2 separate regions of the Mus musculus genome follow, and region 1 is linked to region 2. A link is a contact called in public promoter capture Hi-C data. All regions are on one chromosome and are shown on one strand. Each heading gives the region's core, a stretch centred on a gene start, on an enhancer-like site or on the middle of the called end of the contact. The rest is flanking DNA. Distances are from core to core; before and after follow the strand shown.

The links. Promoter capture Hi-C pulls out the DNA fragments that hold promoters and counts their contacts.
Region 1: a contact with region 2 is called in a promoter capture Hi-C map of hippocampal neurons, with 7 times the contacts expected there. The contact joins the enhancer-like site here to the promoter of Krt24 in region 2. A contact is called at or near these places in 4 of 39 promoter capture datasets (the 3T3-L1 cell line, hippocampal neurons, liver and 1 more) and 1 of 115 datasets of contacts at active chromatin or transcription factors (pancreatic cancer cells).

What each region holds. Positions count from the first base shown.
Region 1 is chr11:100,459,461-100,466,388 of GRCm38.p6, reverse strand. It overlaps Klhl11 (kelch-like 11), which reads left to right. Exons shown (of 2, transcript NM_172565.2): 2 at 1,944-3,777. The coding sequence ends at 3,525. Among named protein-coding and RNA genes, the nearest start is that of Klhl11, 9.9 kb to the left of the region's middle. Within about 2 kb of position 3,513, at least 10 of the 459 cell types and tissues checked have an H3K27ac peak or open chromatin away from gene starts, as enhancers often do. A contact at or near this core is called in hippocampal neurons, where this site is marked.
Region 2 is chr11:99,281,647-99,288,348 of GRCm38.p6, reverse strand. Krt24 (keratin 24) reads left to right here and starts at 3,087. Exons shown (of 8, transcript NM_029393.2): 1 at 3,087-3,753; 2 at 4,722-4,804; 3 at 5,551-5,707; 4 at 5,874-6,035; 5 at 6,131-6,256. The coding sequence starts at 3,142. The region is part of intron 3 of Gm32385 (a long non-coding RNA gene); the gene reads right to left.

The DNA.
Region 1 (6,928 bases), core at 2,264-4,763, 1.2 Mb before region 2:
TCTTCAAGAGGGTTAAGAGAGGTTATCTTAATTTATCTGTATTTATAGTTAAGTAGTTATTAAGCACAGTAACCATAATAAACCATTATTGAATGGAAATGGGCCTGTCATGATGAATGATGGAAATGATGTCATCATGATGACATTCTTAGATTGTTTAAGGTTCTTCTCAATTAAAGGGTCTTTCTCTTTTATAACCATGGTCTCAAATTGACCACCCTTGAGCTAAGTACTACCAAATTTATGATTTGGATAAATACCCTGTTATGTTTTATTTTAACTTAAATAAATTTAGGTGGGTGGGCAATGTTCTATTAGTAACATCAAACCACTTGACCCCAGGGAGTGGCACTATTAGGAAGTATGGCCTTGTTGGAGGAAGTGTCTCACTGAGGGTTCGCTTTGAGACCCTCCTCCTAGCTGCCTGGGAGCCAGTCTTCTCCTGGCTACCTTCCAAATAAGATATAGAACTCCCAGCTCCTTTTCCAGCACAATGTCTGCCTGCATCTACCATTAATAATGGATTGAACCTCTGAGCCTATAAGCCAAGCCCCAGTTAAATCTTGTCTTTTATAAGAGTTGCCTTGATCATGGTGTCTCTTCATAGCAATAAAACCCTAACTAAGACACCTGCATACACATTTTGTTGTGTGTCTGTTTTGTTTCTTGGCTTCAGATATTTGAGTTTATCTTGTCTTGTTTTAATGATAGCCAGCCTTGGGCAAAACCCCTGAAAAGATCCTATATTTCCTGTGGTTGCCTAAAAAGATGGAAGAGACAAGAACTTCTCCTAGGCTTCTGTTCTTTCTGATATCTGACCAAGCAGAGTCTCTAGGAAGTTAGTTCCTGCCTGCCTCTAGTTTAGACTGTATGGTCTTACTAGATAAAGCTTCTTCACCAAGACCCTTTCTCAAGAAAAACACAAAACTGGGAGTGGTAGTGCATGCCTGACCTGTCTCAAAAAAAAAAAAAAAAAAAGGCAAATAAATAAAAGGTTCCAATGGCTGCAAAGGGATTAGAAAGGATGTCAGAAATGGCATTTGGATTGGCGTTTGTCCTTGTTGTACATGTCTGTATATCTGTGTGAGAGTATAGTCATCTGAGTGCAGATGTACAAGAATGTCAGAAGAGGTTGTTTGACTCTTCCCACCTGAAGTTAGGCAATTGTGAGAAACTCAATATGGGTGCTAGGAACCAAACTCAAGTCCTCAAATACCATCTTCTGGCTTCCAAGGGTACCAGCCATGTATGTGGTACACAGACATAGTTGCAGACAAAATACCCATATATAGACAGTAGAATCCAGGCATAGTGGCACATGTTTTTAATTCCAGCACTCAGGAGGCAGAGAAAGAAAGATGGATCTGTGTTCCATGACAGCCAGAGTTAGTGAGACCCTGTCTTAAAAACATAAAAAAGATCATTAGAACTACCACTAAGCTATCCTTCCAGCTCCCTTTTCTCATTTTCTAAAATTTTGAAAAGGGTCTCACTAAGTTTCCCAGGTAGGCCCTTACCCTGTGATTCTGCTGTCTCAGTCTCCTGAGTATTAGCATGAGAGGCGCATGCCTGTAAATGTATTACTGTGTGTCTATGATATATAGGGTACCACAGTGCACATCTGGAGGTAAGAGGAGAATTTTGTGACATGAGTTTCTCTTCCACCTCAACATGGGTCCTAGGGATGTAAAATCTCTAGGCTTTTTCTGGCAAGTGCCTTTACCCACTGAGCCATCTGCATAGAGAGACCTATTTCAAACCCTCCCTCCTAAAAATACTTTCCCGCATACTGTTTGCTAATTTGCAGAGGGAGGGTAGTCTTTTTCCAGGCTTGTGTTTATAAGATTAATCCTACCATTTTAATTTGTATAATTCAGGTACACATACAACTATATAACATATATATTCCAAAATCAATCTTTTCTCTTTTTTCTTGATTCTAGATTCTTATTAATTCGTTTAAAAGAATTCTGTGGAGAATTTCTCAAGAAAAAACTTCATCTCTCGAATTGTGTGGCCATTCATAGCTTAGCCCACATGTATACCCTGAGCCAGCTTGCTCTGAAAGCTGCAGATATGATACGGAGAAATTTCTATAAAGTCATTCAGGATGAGGAATTTTACACTTTACCTTTCCATCTCATTCGGGACTGGCTTTCGGACTTGGAAATCACTGTGGATTCTGAAGAGGTTCTTTTTGAAACAGTTTTGAAGTGGGTTCAGAGAAATGCAGAAGAGAGAGAGAGATACTTTGAAGAGCTTTTTAAATTGCTCAGATTGTCCCAGATGAAACCCACCTACCTTACACGGCATGTCAAACCAGAGCGGCTAGTGGCCAATAATGAAGTTTGTGTCAAGCTGGTGGCAGAAGCAGTGGAGAGGCATGCGCTCAGAGCAGAGAATATACAGTCTGGCACATTGCAGCAGCCCACTTCACAAGTCTCACTGTTACCTCGCTATGGACAAAACATGGACGTAATCATGGTTATCGGAGGAGTGTCGGAAGGAGGAGACTACTTAAGTGAATGTGTGGGATATTTTGTTGATGAGGATAGGTGGGTCAATCTGCCCCACATTCATAACCACCTTGATGGACATGCCGTCGCAATTACAGAGTCCTACGTGTATGTTGCTGGCTCCATGGAACCAGGGTTTGCTAAAACTGTGGAAAGATACAACCCAAACCTGAATACATGGGAACATGTTTGTAGTCTGATGACCAGAAAGCACTCTTTTGGGCTAACAGAAGTCAAAGGGAAGCTGTATAGCATTGGAGGACACGGCAATTTTAGCCCTGGCTTTAAAGACGTGACTGTTTACAATCCCGAGCTTGATAAATGGCACAACTTAGAGTCAGCACCAAAGATTCTGCGAGATGTCAAAGCATTAGCCATTGAGGACCGGTTTGTGTACATTGCTGCCCGCACGCCCGTGGACCGGGACACTGAGGATGGACTGAAGGCTGTAATTACTTGCTATGATACAGAGACTCGACAGTGGCAAGATGTGGAATCTTTACCGCTTATTGACAATTACTGTTTTTTCCAGATGTCTGTGGTCAATTCAAACTTTTATCAGACAGCATCATGCTGTCCCAAGAGTTACTCCTTAGAAAATGAAGAAGCAGTAAGAAAAATTGCCGGTCAGGTGTCTGATGAGATCCTTGAAAGCTTGCCTCCAGAAGTCCTAAGCATCGAAGGAGCAGCCATTTGCTATTACAGAGATGATGTCTTCATTATTGGAGGCTGGAAAAACAGTGATGATATTGACAAACAGTACAGGAAAGAGGCCTACCGATACTGTGCTGAGAGAAAGAGGTGGATGCTCCTTCCTCCAATGCCTCAGCCCCGCTGCAGGGCCACTGCTTGCCATGTCAGGATCCCTTACCGGTACTTACATGGCACACAGAGATACCCCATGCCTCAAAATTTAATGTGGCAGAAGGACCGCATCCGACAGATGCAAGAGATACATCGGCACGCCCTGAACATGCGGAGAGTGCCAAGTTCCCAGATTGAATGCTGAGCTCACCAGCGTTTGCAGCTGAAAACTGTTCTCCCTGTTCTGTGAGGCGGGGATGCCTGGACTGTTACTTGGAAAAGTATGTCAATGACTTATTTTCTACTTGGACTTATTACCCTATATACAAGAAGTATAGTTAAAAAACAAATAGAAACTCAGTTCAATGTGGTAATTTTTGTTAGGTTGCAGTCCTGACTTTGGTTTGTGTTTGTGTGCTGGTAAATAAGATCTTATTAAAGAGAAGTGGGGGAAAGCAGGTCTAGTTACTTGGCCTTTTTTCTGCCAACCACTAACTCCTTTGTCTTAGGGACTTACGTGGGGCTCTAAGCACCAGTGTTATTTGCACATTTACTTTGATGCTCCTTTAAGTTTTTTATGGATTGTTTGTTTTCAGTGATACCAATTTATGCGTTAAGCTCTCATCTGTAGGAGAGACGTGTGCAATAGTGAAACTGGATCTGAAGGTAAAGCACAATGTTTCAGCAAGGATGATCTCAGAATGGAGCCCTGATGCTTTGCTGTATCTGCAAATGCTGGTTTTGTTCATTGGAAAGGGTGACAATGAGAAGTTTGTGAGTGGCACGTCCTCTGGTTTGTTTGGTTTCTTTCACAGCTGTTTATAGACTTGAAGCCATCATCCTGAGATGATAGTTGGGAAGGTATTAATGTTTACCTGGTTGTCTAGTTGTCTAAAGAGGGAGTTACACAGGTGAAGAGAAGTGCTCAGTGTAGCTGAGAAAGCAAATGAACAAACATTTGAAACACTTTGAATGGTTGTGTTGATGAGGATGCAGTGTGCCGTGACAATCAACACAGGATGCCTTCAGTTTGTTTTTTGCTCCGCTGAATATTATATAGACTCTTCATCATTTCTTTCTACAAGTAAAGCTTTCAAATGGCAAGGAAGTAACCGTTTAGAAAATACCGCTAAGAGAAGCCATGTTATTTCTGGCCCCTGATTGTTATATTTTACCTAGTTGCCCTAGACTTCTACTGGAACTTAGAGCCTAGAATATCAAATCTGAGTACATAGTTTTGGCTTTTAAAATTTTAAGGCTTTGACATACCACATTTAACAGGAAACTATCAAAATGTTACATAATCAATTCAATGTCATCTTGCAGAAAAGGTTTTTAGTATGTACATATTTTTATTGCATTCCCTAAAGTCTTTTTTTTTTTTTTTTTTTTTTTTTTGAGACATGGTCTCACTATGTAGCCTTGGTTGGCCTGGAACTCACTAGGTAGATCAGGCTTTGGCCATATATAGATCCTGAGGGACAAGCTTCCAAGGACCAAGAAGCAGTTTCAGCAGCAGCTGTTTCTACTCCCTCCAGTTCTCTGCTTTTGTTGAGCTGTGACAATGATGTTGGACATTCACTTCCTCTAATTCTTTATATTTATTATTGTTTTCTAGAGCTGCTATTTTATAGTTCATGTTCATGATCTTTTAATTTTTCAGTTGGATTAGGAATATCTTTGCGCCCCATTCTCTCTTAGTATCTGCATTCTTTGTTGCATATGGCATTGGAGGATTAACCATTTTCTTTTGAGCCTTGTATAGGTTGACATATTGCTTTTGCACTGTTTTTGATAATAAATTCCTACTCAGTACATTGGATTTTTTTGTTCATATGTAGATACTTGGAATATACAATTTCCCATTTTTCTAATCTGGATCTAATTTGTACTTAGTCTCTGAACTCCCTTGTGCGGGGCTTTAGACTTGGCACTCTCACCCTTAAGCTTTTGTGGGTAATCTTGATCTTGTTCTGTGACTATTTCAAATTTTGATATCATTTAATTCTAGATACAGTATTGATAAATATTGATATATTGATAGATGTAGAAATATTTTTTCTCCTGTTTTTGTTTTGATGCAAATCTCAAATTAGAGAGACCTTCCCTCTCACTTTGTATGATCTAACCTGTATTCTTGCTGATTTTATCTTTGATGTTTTTGTTTTTTGAGACAAAGTCTGTTATCTTGGCTGACCTGGAACTCTCTTTGTAGACCAGGCTTGTCTGGAATTCACATAGATCCACCTGCCTCTGCCTGGGATTAAAGGCATGTCCTGCCATGCTGGGCTTGATGGCTCTTTAGTACACTAATTTCCATTTTCTACTTCTTCAGTTTGTTTTGTAAGTAGTAGTTCATGGTGTTTAGTTTGTCTTTCATGTAAATTGACTGTATCTGGGACCTTTAGAAAAGAGACATTAGCACCTCCTCAGTTACTGGCTCAGATGACTCTCATTGGGGTCGTCCTGGCTCTTCTTTCTTTTCTGATTAGTCATTCCTTCCAACTTACCTGTAGATATTTTCACTCCCATCACATCTTTCTAAACACTGTTAATGCTGGATTGGCTCTGAGATTGTGTGAATATTCTTCGTATTAAGAAAGGATTTCCACATTGATATTTGATATAACCTTGATGTGATCTATTGTAATCAGTCCAAAAACATCTTGCATAATTTGATTCATAAGAGCATTCATGAAGGCTCTTCTCTCCTTATGTCAATAGCTTGTACATAAGCATAAGTTCAGCTATAATTTTCACTGACAGCCAGTGTAATGCAGTCTTTGTTTCTTTAGTATTCACTTCATGTTCAAAGGTTTTGTAGATTGGAGAACACAGTTGCTTTGAGCATCCATGATGTTTGGGTCAGCACTGTTCCAGTGGCATAGAGGCACACTCCCTTTTTGACACTGTAGAGTCTTCATCAGATCTGTGCAGCCACTATTCAAGGATAATCATACACACAAGCAATATATAGAGCAGATAGGAGTACAGATAATTCCCAAGAAGCTGCATCACTGAAAAGTCCCATCATGTCTTGGACTTTGACCTCATGGGAGTCACATTAAGGAATAGCCATTTTTCTGACTTTATATACACTCCTGAGCTTTTTATGCAAGTTAGCATTCAAGCTAAATCTTTCAACACTCGGTGTAGAGAGAAGACTTCTGTTTTAGGTACTGGAGAGATGGATCAGCAATTAAAGGAACACTTGCTGCAATGGGTTCCCAGGGCCCACTTCATTAACGCAGCTCACAAGCCTAAAGCTACCTTCAGGGGATCGGGTACCTTTGGTACCTGCACTCACACGGGCATACCCACATTCAGACATACATACACATGTATGCATAATTAAAAGTAAGCTTTTCATTTCAAAAAGGCTCTTGTTGAAGTTGGTTATGGCAGTATTTACCTGTAATCTCAGCATTTGGGAAGATCAGGAGTTCTGAGCCAGACTAGTTAGCATACATGTCAACAACAAAAGTGTAACTAATAATAAGAATAAAAACACATAAATAAAAAATTAACTCCTGATAGCACTGTAAATCCAATTTTTTTTTCTATATGAATGTCTTTACCTTCTCACACATTCTGGACTATTCTGAAAA
Region 2 (6,702 bases), core at 1,838-4,337:
GCACGCATACACACAGACAAAAACCTTAATTTTGAAAGTCAATTTAAAGGATAAATAAGAAAAATTTAGAAAGGTTGATCAGAGGCAGAACACTGCGCAGCATGTGTAAGTCCCTGAGTATCTGGGTTAGACCCCTAGCATTGGGAATAAAGAAATCAAAGAAGAAAGCAAGGGAGGGAGGGAGGGAAGGAAGAAGGGAGGGAGGGAGGGAGGGAGGGAGGGAAGAAGGGAGGGGAAAAGGGAAACTAGCATTACAAAACATAAAGAAAACTAACACCAAGTCAGCCATTCCATACTTCCTCAGTTAAGACCCAAATGTTCTGATATCCCAAGAAACAACATAATTGAAGGCTTTAAAGCCCTCCAGCCCAGAGGATAGTTACAGAAAAAGCCATAAACACAAAGTGACTATCAGTTTTTTTAATGCTGTCCTCCTGGCCTTTCACAGGAAGCTCTCTGCCCAGGTTCTTCGCCTCCTATGTTCCGTCAGGTTTCTTTCATTTCCCGTTCATTCCCTTTAAAACCTCCTCCGCCCCTGAGTGGAAAGATTCCTAATCTACAGAGGGAGAAAAACGTCCTCATTTGCCAGACCCCGAATTGATCCCCAGAACCCATATTCAAAGCTAGGCATGGCGAGGTAGAGGCAGGGAAGGTCCCTGAGGTTTGCTGGCCAGATGGTCTAGCATGTATGCGCGTGCACGTACACACACATACACATGCACACACACATATACACACACATACACATGCACACACACACACACATACACACACATACACATGCACACACACACATATACACACACACATACACATGCACACACACACACATACACACACATACACATGCACACACACACACACACATACACATGCACACACACACACACACATACACACACACATACACATGCACATACACACACATGCACACACATACACATGCAAATACACACAAATACACACACATACACATACATACACACACATACATACACACAAATACATACATACACATATACACACATGCACACACACATGCACACACATACACATACATACACATACATACACATACACACACACAGTAAAAGTAATTATCACCTAGTTAATAATAAACACACAATAAAATCAGCTTAAGGAAAAAGGTTAGCTAGAGATTAAAGCACGCACATGATTTAAAAGTCCGCCAAGGCAAGGGAGAAAGTTTCAAATATGAAAACCCAGTTACTTGAGTATAAAGCTAAGCACAACTGTGGAAAATGTCACCTATTAAAAAATTGTGATAAAATAAACACATAAAGCTTCCCATCGCCGTCACTTGATGGGTACAGTTCAGCAGGGGCGAGCGCACTCACATTGTCTGAGCAACTGACCTACTGAAGCTTTGCCACACTGAGAGGTCAATCCCTACCAACTCAACAGCAGCGGTCCCACCCCCAAGCCCGCCCAGCCCCTGGTGCAACCCTCCTACTGTGTATGGCTATGAATTTGATTCCTCTGGGTGCTTAATACAAGTGGGATGAAACATGCTTTCACATTTTTTAGTTTAAAAATAAAACCATTTATTTAGTGTGTGTGTGTGTGTGTGTGTGTGTGTGTGTGTGTGTGTGTGTGTGTGTGTGTTGGCATGTGCTCAGGTTGTGGCAAAATGTGAAGGTCAGGTGACAACTTGCAGGAATCAGTCCTCTCCTTCCATGTGGGTCCAAGTATCAAATTAGGGTGGTCAGACTTGACAGCAAGCACCCATACCTACTCAGCCATCTCAGCAGCCCCGTTGCTAGACTTTTTAAACGGCACTTTCAAACCAGAGGAACTAGTAGCCAACACAAAAGGAACTGTCTATACCACAAACAAGAACAATACAAGGCAGAAAACGAACAGGGAAAGTTCCGGAACTGAAGATCCTAAGATAGGATAATCCTAACCATAGCGTGAGTTATCAGAATTAAAGGTCCTCGCTTCTAAATATCCTTTAGACAAAAACAGGAAAACCTAAGCAGAGAGACTGGACAGACTCGACCAAACTCCGTTTCTCCATGTGCAAAATGAACAAACTCCTGTAAAATGACTTCTTTGTATATTAATGGTGGTTTCAAGTTTCTCTTTGCCAGTTGCCTCCAAAACAGAGGCAGGAGCTGTAGGCATCGGTTCCTCTCCATTTCTTAAGACTTGATTCCAAAGAATGAAGCTACCCTGGCTGTAAGACAAGAACACAGGGCTGGAAGTGTAGCTGAGTTGGTGGTGTGCTTGCCTAGCAAGCACAAAGCCCTGGGTTCAGTCCCCAAGCCAGTACAACACTGACTGTGGTGGTGCATGCCTGTGATAACAGCCCTCGGGAACTAGAGGCGAGAGGATGAGAAACGCAAAGGTTCCCTTCCAGCCTAGACTACCCAAGGACTTATCTCGAAGTGGAGCAGAGCAAGGAGGAGCTGAGTTCAATCAGAAAGGAAAGCAGTGGTGGCCTCTCCCTAGTTCCAAGCTGGAACCATCTGAAACCTTGTCCGACCGTCCTCAGTCAGTGTCTGCCTGAATGAGCGTGGCCCTGAGACCCAACAGTCCTCAGTTCGAAGTAGGAGGTTCACACCTCAATTCATCCTGAGTTTCAAAGAAAGCAATAACCAAATCAAAGAGGAGAGAGCTTCATTCAATGCAAAATCCGGGCTGATGATTCCTCCCTTTTACTGTTGATCATAACACAGACCAAAAGATAACCGGTGGGAAGTGTTCCCTGTCACCACACTGAGGGTTTTAATTACACTTGATAATCTGAGGATGTGCTCTGCCATCGGGGAAACCATGGGACAAATAGAATGGAGTTATACTTTCTGAATACTTGGAATTGCCAGTCATCAAAACTTCTCAAGGACAACAGTAATTCTGAAAGAAAAAAAAAATTGGCTCCACCTTATTTTTTTTTTTCTATGTCTGACCTAGCCTCATAAAAAAGAGCCAGTAGAGTAGGTTCGTGGAAAATAAATTATCCAATTAGGGATTAACAAAACTGTAACAGGGATTAGGAAATGCTCAGAGAAAAGGAACACCCTATCGGTGTGTATATAAGGGCCAAAAAGGCAGACTGGAACAGGCCTCTCACTCCACCTTTCCTATCACCGCAGAAGCTCAGTCCTTGAAGGCATCATGTTCTGCTCAGCTCAGAAAGGGTCCTGCTCCTCCCGAGTCTCCTCCTCCGGGGCTGTGGGCAGCAGGGGGTGCACTGGGGGAAGTTCCTTTGGCGGTGGGAGCAGCTGTGGGCTAGGGGGAGGCTCTGCCTGGGGCTTCCAGGGGAGCAGCAACAGCTGGAGCCTGAGTGGGGGATCTAAGGGTAGCATGGGAGGGGGCTTCGGCAGCTGCTCAGTAAGGGGTGGATTCGGAGCAGCCTCTAGCTACGGTGGAGGGTCGGGCTTTGGCGGGAGCTCTGGCTTTGGTGGGGGCTCTGGCTTTGGTGGGGGCTCTGGCTTTGGTGGGGGATCTAGTGGAGGCTTCTCTAGCTATGGAGGTAGTATGGGGTGCGGTCTTGGTGGCGTCAGTGGCTATGATGGGGGCCTTCTCTCTGGAAGCGAAAAGCAAACTATGCAAGACCTCAATGACCGGCTAGCCAACTACCTAGACAAAGTCCGAGCCCTGGAGGAAGCCAACACGGATCTGGAGTGTAAAATCAAGGACTGGTATGGCAAGCATGGGTCTGTAAAAGGTGGGTCTGGAAGAGACTACAGCCAATACTACTCAATCATCGAAGATCTGAAGAAGCAGGTGGGCCTCTGTAGCTCTGCTCCTATGACCTGTATGGCTTTATTCGGGTCATACACCCCGAGGGGATTGTTCTTACGTTTATTTATTTCCTTGTGTGTGAGTGTGTGTCTGCGTGTGTGTATGGAGAAGGGACATGCACGGATGGCATAGCCCAAGAGTGGAAGTCAGAGGGCATCTTATGGGAGCTGGTTCTCTTCTTCTACCGAGTGAGTCCCTGGGTCAAAGTCAGGGCATTAGACATAGCAAGTGTCTATACATGCTAAGGCATCTCCAGGGCCCTGCAAGGAAATTTGAAGTCAATGAATTATTCATGTGTGCGAAATGGGTCCTGCTGTATCTGGATTATGACAGTCCCTCATATGATGTACAATAATAGCGTTCTGTCTGAATCTCAATGTGAGTACGGCATTTGTACAATGCCAGATGGCCAACTGGCAGGCATACATAAGAGCCATGGTACCAAGGGGATAATTAGGGTGACCTAATTATTCATGACTCATTCTGACAGGTTAGAACATTTTTTTGTGTCTTTCTGGATTCATTAGGACGATTTTTTTCTTCCTAGAGAATCTGTGACATGTTGCCTAATGTCATCAAACTAAAAAGAAAAAAAAAATCAGCCACAGGTGTATGGAGAAGTATATTTTTAAGTGAAATTCTGTGTTCACATTGAAACCTTGACTAGGTGAGGAAATGGCCCATCTTCTGATGCTTCTGTCTTCCAGCAGACAGGAGCAAAGGACAGTATTGTATAAAACACTGTCCTGTGTCTACCCCAACAATTATGGAAGCTGTTTCCTATTGCAGAGAGATGTAGTGCTAAGTATCCAAGGGTCTCTGCTAAAGGAATCTGCCAGGGTTAACCCACCTTTAAGAGTTTAATGACCTAGGAGATGTGTACCCTCAGCAGGTGGGCGTCAAAAGCAACTGAGAAAGCACCTTGGGCTTCAATCTTCCTTCTTTCCTAGATCCTTTCAGCCACTTGTGAAAACGCCAGAATGACTCTGCAGATTGACAACGCTAGGCTGGCTGCTGATGACTTCAGAATGAAGTAAGGCCCAGGAAGTACTTGAAAGCAAGAATCACAGGAAATAAAACAGGGTCCAATTGCTGAGGGGGAAAAACCCTTTGGGGGATGGTGACCTAAATAAAACAGGAGAGAGCTTGGTCGGTTTTCTCCTATTTTGCTATTTTGGTTTGGAGTATTTAGAGGTGCTTTGTTTTGTTTTGTTTTGTTTTGTTTTGTTTTGTTTTGTTTGAGACAGATACTGTGTAGCCTAAACAGGAGTCAAACTCACTATGTAACTGAGGCTGGCTTTGAACTCTTCATCTTCTTGCCTCTAGCTGCAGAGTGCTATGTCACAAGAATGCACTTGTATGTCTGTCTCCCAGGAGTAAACGTTAGAGACTATTGCTGGGAGAGAAGGGAAGGGAAAAAGAAGGCAAGAACGGGTGAGAGGAAGGAAGGATGGGATGAGGGTTGAGAACTATTATAAAAATATCGTACATGGCTAGAGCTAATATTAGAAATTATTTTTCTTCATGAGATTAAAAGAAAAAACCTTTAGAGAAATGCCAGCCATTTTCATTTATCAAAATAGTCAGGGGTGGGCGGGGGGGGGGGGTGCAGCTCCAACGATAAGATCACTTGCTAACAAAGGCCAAGGGCCCTGGGTTAGACACAGAAAAAAAAAAAAAATGAGAACCATTGCTCCAAGGTGAAAACTTGTCCCGGGGTTGTGGAAGAGAGATGCTCTGAGACCCGTCCCTCACCTGCCTTCCCGTGACCCACTCCAGGTATGAGCATGAACTCTGCCTTCGAGAGTGCTTGGAGGCCGACATCAATGGCCTGCGCAAAGTGCTGGACGAAATGACCATGACTCGCTGTGACCTGGAGATGCAGATTGAGGGTCTGACTGAGGAGCTGGTCTTCCTGAGGAAGAACCACGAGGAGGTAGGAACCGGCTGTGCAGCCACCGTAGGCATTTTCCACCACATCCAATGGTAACCAGTTCTCCTCCAGGTGTCACAGTTTTAAATGTTCACCTCGACGCCTGCATTAGAAGGTTGTGCCTTTCCGTTCCCATCACTACGGTACATTTTTTGTCCCTTTATGCTAGGAAATGAAGTGTATGCAAGGAAGCTCTGGAGGGGATGTGACAGTAGAAATGAATGCTGCCCCAGGAGTCGACCTGACCAAACTACTGAATGACATGAGGGCTCAGTATGAGGCGATGGCCGAGCAGAACCGCCAGGAAGCTGAGAGACAGTTCAACGAGCGGGTAGGGTGCTGCACCAAGCGTCTAACAGTCAAGCTTAAGCCACCACCTCTGCTCCTGCAGCCTAGGACAACTAACTGTGCTCTATTTCCATTTAGAGTGCATCCCTGCAAGCCCAAATCTCTTCAGATGCAGGGGAAGCCAATTGCGCCAGGAGTGAAGTAATGGAATTGAAGCGCACAGTGCAGACCCTGGAAATTGAGCTTCAGTCTCAGCTGGCCCTGGTGTGTACACACAGTTGTTTGTTACTTTGTTTTAAATCCAGCAGAGTTAAGCAAATGAGTTGCCCTTCGTGGTCAAGACGCTCACTGAAGGACACAAAGACAGAGAAAGGAAAACTGTTTTGCTCTCTGGGCCTGGGACATGGCTCCTTGGGGACAGTATCACTTGCTGGGCAGGCATGAGGATCAGAGTTCAGATTCCCATCTCTTCTGGGAAAGCTTGGGGAGGGGATGCATGGAAACAAGATGGAGCCTGGACTAATCTAGCCAAATCTGTGAGCTCCAGTTGCGGTGAGAGACCCTGTCTTGAACTTCTGGCCTCTACATACATAAGTGCACATGTGCACCCCCTCCCCTCTCCCCTCTCCCCTTTCCCCTCTCCCCTCTCCCCTTTCCCCCCTCCCCCTCCCCTTTCCCCTCCCCTTTCCCCCTCTCCCCTCTCCCCTCTC